Linked DNA regions of Mus musculus: region 1 is linked to region 2. Evidence: chromatin contacts called from public HiChIP or PLAC-seq data. All regions are on one chromosome and are shown on one strand. Each heading gives the region's core, a stretch centred on a gene start, on an enhancer-like site or on the middle of the called end of the contact. The rest is flanking DNA. Distances are from core to core; before and after follow the strand shown. Region 1 holds the start of Plet1 (placenta expressed transcript 1). Region 2 holds the start of Tmprss5 (transmembrane protease, serine 5 (spinesin)).

Region 1 (4,414 bases), core at 1,515-4,014, 1.4 Mb after region 2:
CTACTGAGTTTCTGAAATTGATTCTATGAGACTCAATTCCTTAGCACTTGTACCCCCCCCACCCCCACCCAGTCTCCATTTAGTTAACTTAGGTGTGGTCTAGTGAACAGACAGAAGAAATTCCCTTCAGTCTTTTAAATGAGAATCCTCCCCAGGCTTCTCTGTATGCTTCCCTCCCTCTGTATTTGGGGTATGTCTTCTGTGGCCAGCCAGGCTGTTATATGACTGTAACCTTAGCCTCCTCTTCCTGTTTGTGACACTTGTCTCAACCAGAGTCAAAGGTGAGAGGGATTTTCTCGGCGCTTCCCTAGTCACATGTATGCACACAACCTAGCTTCCCAGGGACTTGTTGCAGCATTCAAAACTCTTTTATATGTTTTTTAAAAATTCAATCTCTTGGTCCCACATGGAGTCACTGTCTGGTAACAATGCTTAAAATTCCCACTGACTATCTTTGACCAACACTCTATTAATAACATACAGAAAATTCAGAATCCAGTCAAAAGGATTGATTGTAAATTCTAAGAAAGCAACTTTACAAACAGATTCCAGGAAGGTCACACAGATCATCCCCCAGAGACTTACGTGACCATTTTAGGAGACTTCTCTCCTTGATCTTTCCATTAGGTACAGTCTTCTGGTCTCCATAGTTGCTGTAGTAGATTTGTCAATTTCAGTGGCCGCCATGGAGATGAGGTTAGAGAGTGGGTCCAGACAAGCTAAGTAAGATGCTACTGTCACCGTTTCCAATGACACTCAGCCACTCTTTTTTTTTTTTTTTTTTAATGTTTCCAGATTATTTGAAAACCTTTGGTTAATCCCTAAAAGTTTCTGAAAGGCAGATTTTGACCACTATTGTGGATATTCCCACTGCTAATGTTAGACAGATTTTCCAGAGTTCCTCAACCCAAGACCCTATGTTTCTCTTAAGGGGACACTTAAAAATATAACTGTGATTCAGGTCCTATAAATGCTTCATCAGGTAAAGGGTATTTGCCACCAAGCTTGATGACCTGAGTTCAAGTCCCAGAACCCACATGGAGGAAGGAAAGAACCAATTCCCACGAGTTCTCCTCTGATCTACACACACATACACACACATGCACACACATGCACACACATATACAAACACATAAACACACATACACACACATACACACACACATATACACACACTGGGGGGGGGCGCATACACAAATTAACTAAAAATTTAAAAGCTATTGCCTTGGTTCAATAATATTTTTATTTCTTTTCTATTTACAAAGTAGCCTCCTTCTCCCTCATCTCCTTTAGTGGGTAATTTATAACATTTTAGGAGAGGTTGGGATATGAAAAAATTATTTCCCAACTTTAAAAAATCATTTCCCTGTGCTCTGGTACTATGGAGGGAAGTTTCAGGAACAATGTGGACCTAAATGTTTCTTTCCAAATAAATACATAAAACTGTAGGTGCTGCAAATGTGTCTCCATCGGTAAAACCTGCCTAGCTTTTAGGAAGTTCTGGATTCAGTCACCAGTGCCGGTTTCAACTGGTTGTGATGGTGCACGTTGTAATCCCAAACGTTGGGATGTTGAAGCTGGAGGAACAGAAGTTCAAGGTCACAGCTATGACTCAGTGGTTAAGAGCTAAACTGCCCTTGTAGAGGACAGGCGGACCATTCTCAGAACCATCCATAAATGCTGATAACTCCAGTTCTAGGAGATCTGGTGCCTCTGGACTTCCAGGGCAACTGCTCTCCAATGCAGATGCCACACCCACCCACACAAACGTGGAGTAAAGAAATAAAATACATCTTGAGTGTGGTTGTACACACCTTTAATCCCAGCATTCGGGAAGCAGAGCTGCATGGCAAGTTTCAGGCCAGCCAAGGCTACATAGTGAGAACCTGTCTCAAAAATTAAATTATACATATATATATATGTGCGTGTGTGCGTGTGTATGTGTGAATTCAAGGTTCTACGAATGTACAGAGAACTAACTCAAGGCAAGCATGGAGTGCATTGGACCCTCTGTCTAAAGAATAAATAAGTAAGGCACGTGTCTAGGCTGTGACTGAAGACATTTACCAATATACCTAACAGCCTGAGTTCAATCCTAAAGGCCCCATGTAATGGAAGGAAAGAAAGGACTCCTGAAAGTAGTTGTTCTCTGACCTCCTGCTGCACACACACACACACACACACACACAGTGGCCTCTGCAACCTCCTCCTATCTCCCTGACCCACACACAAAATCAACAAATGTAATTTAAAAATAGGTAAATAAATTTCCAGTCTTTCCAGCTCTAGGCTAGTCATGAGATGAGGAGGAAACTGGAGTCACATCAGAAACAGCTCTGCAATGTTCTGAGATAAAAAGGGCACCCAAGCCTGAGTTTCTGACAGAGGAAAGCACGCCTTCCAAGCAGACCACCTACGTGGTAATTACTCAACTGTGGACTTCCACTTATTTAGGACTTCCACTTATTTAGGGCGTGTTTAGCACTCCTCACCAGCCTTTCCCACTTCTTCAGATAGCAGGTGCTGAGACGGGGGTCCGTGTCAAATAATTTGGCCAGAACTCTTCTTGAGCAAAACTGGAATTGGTAGAGGATCGTTGGTCACAAAAGTGGAGGCTGGGTGATTCATCCAGGTAATGTCTTGAGCCAAATTCCAGAAGGCAATGTTTTCAGGAGGGAGGGAGGGAGGGTGATTTGCATGCATGACCTCACCCAGAAGCTCCAGCCCCAGAGCATATAAACAGGAGCCTGTCACACCTAGTCTTACTACTGCCAGGCCCTGCAACCCAAACAGCCCGGGACCATGCTGTCGCTCCGCTCCTTGCTTCCACACCTGGGACTGTTCCTGTGCCTGGCTCTGCACTTATCCCCCTCCCTCTCTGCCAGTGATAATGGGTCCTGCGTGGTCCTTGATAACATCTACACCTCCGACATCTTGGAAATCAGCACTATGGCTAACGTCTCTGGTGGGGATGTAACCTATACAGGTATGTCAAAGGCGCTCATTCTGTTGCCCCTTTGTTCTCGGTGGAGCTTGAATCAGACTTTCCTACGGTCCGTATGTGTGTGTGGACAGGATGGAAAGTGGGGAGTGGTGACTGATAGGTGGCAGCGTGGACCCGGAGGACTTTTTCTCTAGTTTCCTGTCCGTAACTGAATCGCAGGTGGGGTAAACTGAGCCCCAGGCAGATCACACCCTGGCAACATAAGGCTGTGTTAAGCGGACATTGTTTATTTTTGAGGGAATTCTTGCAGTCTACTGTCCTTTTACAGCCACTTGACAGAATGACTGTACCCTGCGGGACGCCAGGAAGGATAACTTGAGCTTAGTGTATGGGAAAAGCCAAGTTAAACTAGAGGAAGATATCAGTAGCCCGCCTTGTATGTGAGGGGCCTGAAAGGCAGAGGTGTTGCCTGACTTGATGGAGACCCCTTGCCAGCAAGGAGTAGAAGATCTTTGAGTCCTGGTTGTTCAATCTTAATCTAATGGTTTTTTTCTTAGAAGTATCTGGAAAGTATTTCATAACTTTCCCTTATGGGATTCAACAAACCTACAAGTTAAAAACACGCTTTCTAATTAGTCAAACCTGTTAGTCAAGAAATATGCTTTCCTACCAAGCTTCATATATCTATTTGGTTTTTTTTTAAAGCAACTTCAGTTGATTTTTAAATTTTTTTTATTATTATAAGTGTGTACACCCTTATGGTGTGTGCATGTGTGTGCACACAGTCATGCGCATGACCCCTCACTCTTGCGCAGGCCGGAAGGAGTTGTGGAGTTGCTGCTCTCCTTCCACGAGCATGTGGGTCTGAGACTCACCAGGTTTCCATAGCAAGTGCCTTTACTCTCTCACCTGCCCACCCCACCTCCCCCACAGCCACCTGCTTGCTCCAGATAGAGTGCTGTGGGAACAGAGGCACTCTATGTACATCTGCATTATAATGCTAACATGACTTACATCTAAGGGGGAAATGCCATTATTAACCTCCATTATCCAGGGGAGAAAGAAGGCATACAGAAGTAAAGTTTTTACCCAAGGTCACTAGAACGCAACAGAATTAATATTTGAACCTAAGGAACTTAGCCAAAAGCCAGCCAGCCTTCTTAGCTCCTACGCCACCCTTCCTCTCTTAGTCTAAGCAAACTTTGCAGAGGTCACTATGGTGACTGCGTGCGCGTGATCTGCAGAGTCCCAGCCTGGAAGGTGAGCCACCACACCAGACCTCCCCACTCTGCTGCTTGTCTCTCTCCTGTTTCCTGGAGACGGTCACTAAGCAAATGCTCCTGCTGTAACAGGACTATGTCCCATCCCCTTGGGAAGTGGGCCTTTTCATATCAGAGCAGGGAAGATAAGTCTGTAATTCAAGATGAACACTAGGTGAGTGTGTGTATGAATCCATTACCGCCAGGGCGA
Region 2 (4,379 bases), core at 1,500-3,999:
GATTCTAACTATTTTTTCTTCTGGTTGTCTCATTGCATTTGTGAAGAAGAGAATTTTCTCTTTCAGTTTCACAGACATCACCTGGGACTATTTGAAATACCCTTTTCTGTAGTTGCCACATCTTTTTCCCTCCCTCTCTCAAATGTCTCATCCTCTCTGGGCTCTCTGGGCAGACGAATCCACTCTTCCCTCACTCTCCTATGCTTCTATGTCATTGTAATTTCACTTTTCACAAATAAGTTATTTTTATAGGTTCCTAGCCGAGCCTATGGGTCGGATAAGTAAGCTTGTAACTTACTTAACCACCATACCCAGGCTCATTCAGGACACACGGTAGGTGTGACTTCATAGGCTAAAGAGTGCTGCTCTAGAAGTCCTCAGTGCCTAGCTAGGGAGTCTCATCTCTGGCCACCAGTTCTCTCCTCTGTGTCTATAAGTCAGTCATGTAGGATCTCTGTGTCTTCACCATTGCTTATGGGTTCAGTAAGTAGATGAGGAAAAGAAGTGAGAGATAAGATTATGGTTGGTGTGGGTGAAGTTCAACAATAATAATGGTGGGGTAGGCAAGAGGTTAGGGAGATGAGAGAGGAGGCAGAGTCTCAAACAAGCAACTCAGAATTTTCAGTGACAATATTTTAGGAGATGATGCTCAAACTGCTTGTCTCTACTCAGCTAAAAATGAGCCAAGCCAGATGTGGTGACACACACCTTTGATCCCAACCCTGAGAAAGGGCAAAGGCAGAGGCAGAGGCAGAGGCAGAGGAGGCAGAGGCAGAGGCAGAGGCAGAGGCAGAGGCAGAGGCAGAGGCAGAGGCAGAGGCAGAGGCAGAGGCAGAGGCAGAGGCAGAGGCAGAGGCAGAGGCAGAGGCAGAGGCAGAGGCAGAGGCAGAGGCAGAGGCAGAGGCAGAGGCAGAGGCAGAGGCAGAGGCAGAGGCAGAGGCAGAGGCAGAGGCAGAGGCAGAGAGGCAGAGGCAGAGGCAGAGGCAGGAGGCAGGAGGCAGGAGGCAGGAGGCAGGAGGCAGAGGCAGTGGAGTGCTATGTGCTCAGGACTGGCCTGGTTTTATGTAAATAGCGACAAGTCATTTAAAACTACATTTCTCAAAAAAAAAAAAAAAAAAAAAAAGCCAGGAAAAAAGAGAACCAGAAGAGCAGCTGGGACCCGGGCAGCTAGAGGAGAAGCTGATGATAGTTAATACGATTAGTGGCGCCTTTATGTGCCCACGTTAGCAAAGCCTAAGAAGAAAACACAGGCAAAATACAGGTAGGGCTGGCAGTTCAGAGTGCTTCCTGTGCTTGCAGAGGACCTCAGTTCAGTTCCCAGCACCCCACACTGTGGGGCTCACAACCACGTGTAACTCCAGCTCCAAAGGACCAGACACCCTCTTCTGGCCTGTGTAGCACCTGCATACACATAGCATTTACTTATACAGACACGTATGTGGGCATAAACCTTAAAAAGAATACAGTTAGCTAGCTTCTTTCTCGAATATTCATTCTAAGTTTTGAGCCACTCAAAATAGCCTTTAGCTTGCTGTAAAGTTAAAAGCAAGAGTAATAAACACAGCTAAGTTCTACTGCCTTGGCTGGCTCAAGGAAATGGAACACAGGCTCAGATCACCCTGGGGAGAATGTTGTCTTCATGATTGCGTCAATCAATGCATCGGCAAAGGCTCAGGAATATCAGTGATTTCTTCTTTTCCCAGTCTACCAACCAGCTTCAGCAGTCCTTGTAAGATGTACTATGCTATCTTTTCTCTGAACTCCAGCTTCATTTGTTCCTTGAGCGTTCCTTTTTGGCCTTCTTTTAGTTGACTGGGGAAGGTGCTCTAGGGTAGATGTCCCTAACCTTGGGTCATCTACCATAAGAACCATCTCTTCCCTTCAGTTCTCTGGCCACCATAATATCAGTAATCTAAGCGAGTGATACTAGAGAAAGAGTTCTATATTCAGCATCTCATTTGGTTTGAACCTCAACACTGTGAGGTGAGTATTACGACTCTCCTTTCACAGGGAGGCTGAGTGGGAGAACTGTATTCTGGAGAGATTTGACTCTAAAGCCTGTGCTATCGAATTGATGCATCAGAGGGATCCATGAACGGCAGACTGGAGGAGAGCACCCCACTCTAGTGCCTGCTTCCCTGGTGCCCCTTGGCTTCTCCTTTTAAGAGACATGGCTCCAGGTGTGTCCTGATCCAGCCCGGGATCGGCTGCATTATCTTGAACACTGAAACAAGATCGCACCAATGGCTACTGGATCCCAGGGGTGAACTGGGTGAGGTGGCCTCACTTCCTAGCAATCAGGAGAAAGGTGCACCATGGATACCTCATGGTCATTGTCAGCTCTAACATGGTGACAGCCTGAGACTGCTGGGAAGCTTCCATAGAACTCAGAGACATTTCCACACATGCTAATATCTATCACTCTTTAATGCAGCCCTGTCAGCAAGAAGGGGAACTGTGCTAGTATATACAGGAGACACATTTTTTGGCACAAGAGACCTGGTTGCTAAGCAACAGTAGCCTGCCCCACCTCCCTATTTTCTGTTTCCAAGCTTCCAGTTAGCAGATAGCAGGGGCTGGGGCTGCCAGGCCCAGCCCAGCCCTTGCACTGATCCTCTACAACAAGGGGGCCTATTCATGGGCCCTGAGCATAGTTCATTGTCTCTCTGGTGCGTGTCTATGTGTGTAGGGGTGGGAGACAAGGGGAGGGGCTATGTGTGAACCAGGAAGACTTCATCCTCCAACCACACTGGCTGGGCTGTTGAATCAATCCTGACATGAGGACAGGAGCCTCACCCTGCCCAGCAGAACTTACTGCCTTATATCAGTGCAGCTGACTCATATGGTAAGGTGACGCCCCTGCCATCCCTCCAGTCCTGCTCACCCTCTACCCTGTGGGATGCAAGGTTGTTAGAAGAGCCTCTTCTGGCAGCTCTGGGATAGGAATTGCATCCTAGCATGAGCTATGAAGCTATGAAGTTTTCTCCAGAGGATGCCTTTCTCTTGCCATCGCTACTCTGGGCTGATAAAGCAGTTTACACATGGCTGTACTGAGCAAAGCATTAAAATGGACTCCTACTTAGTATAGCAAAGAGATGTCTTTCCATCGGAGGCCTGAGTTTTCAGGCTATAGCATGAGTTTGGGCAGGTTGTATTTTGAGGCGGGGCAGTGCATGAGACAAGGTGATTAGGTGAGAGGCTGGGCTTGAAGTCTAATGTCTTGGATATTAAGACAAGAGGGAAGCCTGTGTGTGTGTAGAAAGTGCTACCTATCTTGATTCTTCTCTTCCTTTCCTTCCTTGGTTCTTTGGTTCCTTGGTTCCTTGGTTCCTTGGTTCCTTGGTTCCTTGGTTCCTTGGTTCCTTCCTTCCTTCCTTCCTTCCTTCCTTCCTTCCTTCCTTCCTTCCTTCCTTCCTTTCTTTCTTTCTTTCTTTCTTTCTTTCTTTCTTTCTTTCTTTCTTTCTTTCTTTCTTTCTTTCTTTCTCTCTTTCCCTCTTTCTCTCTTTCTCTCTTTCTCTCTTTCTCTCTTTCTCTCTTTCTCTCTCTTTTTCTGGAGACAGCATCTCTTATTGGTTTCTTATTGGTTTGGCTAGGCTAGCTGGCCATCAAGCCCCAGAGATCTAGAATTAATATCAAGTGCTACCAGGCCCTGGGTTTACATAGGTTCTACAGATAGAATTTAAGCTCTCATGATTTCATGGAAGCCCTTTACGGAACTATCTTTTTATGGAGCTGTTTTCTGGACCTTTTCCTTTCCTTTCCTTTCCTTTCCTTTCCTTTCCTTTCCTTTCCTTTCCTTTCCTTTCCTTTCCTTTCCTTTCCTTTCCTTTCCTTTCCTTTCCTTCCCTTCCCTTCCCTTCCCTTCCCTTCCCTTCCCTTCCCTTCCCTTCCCTCTCCTTTTCTTTTTCCCTCCCTCCCTTCCTTTCTTTCCTTCTTTTTTAAAGATTTATTTATTTGTGTGTATGAGTGCTCTATTTGCATGCATGCCTACATGACAAAAGAGGGCATCAGACCCCATTACAGATGGTTGTGAGCCACCATGTGGTTGCTGGAAATTGAACTCAGGACCTTTGAATGAGCAGCCAGTTACACTTAACCTCTGAGGCATCTCTCCAACCCCAAATTATTTTTAAGTTTTTGTTTGTTTGTTTGTTTCTTCATTTTTTTTTTCATTTTTTTGGTTTTTGGCTTTTCGAGACAGGGTTTCTTTGTGTAGCCATAGCCTTCCTGTAAGTCACTCTGTAGATCAGGCTAGCCTCAAACTCAGAGATCTGCTTGCCCCTGCCTCTCTGTCTTCTTTTCTTCCTCTTCCTCCTCCCCCTCCTTCTTCTTTTTAAATTAGGCTTTGTTGTTGTTGTTGTTGCCAAGGCTGTCCTTGT

Evidence for each region. HiChIP or PLAC-seq counts read pairs in DNA pulled down with a chosen protein or histone mark.
Region 1: a contact with region 2 is called in an H3K27ac HiChIP or PLAC-seq map of embryonic stem cells, with 6 times the contacts expected there. The contact joins the promoter of Plet1 here to the promoter of Tmprss5 in region 2. A contact is called at or near these places in 4 of 39 promoter capture datasets (the 3T3-L1 cell line, embryonic stem cells, frontonasal cranial neural crest and 1 more) and 2 of 115 datasets of contacts at active chromatin or transcription factors (both in embryonic stem cells).

The regions. Positions count from the first base shown.
Region 1 is chr9:50,491,761-50,496,174 of GRCm38.p6, forward strand. It overlaps Plet1 (placenta expressed transcript 1), which reads left to right and starts at 2,765. Exons shown (of 4, transcript NM_029639.2): 1 at 2,765-2,986. The coding sequence starts at 2,803. All of the region lies in intron 2 of Plet1os (placenta expressed transcript 1, opposite strand), which reads right to left.
Region 2 is chr9:49,099,979-49,104,357 of GRCm38.p6, forward strand. Tmprss5 (transmembrane protease, serine 5 (spinesin)) reads left to right here and starts at 2,750. Exons shown (of 13, transcript NM_001359460.1): 1 at 2,750-2,845. The coding sequence starts at 2,843.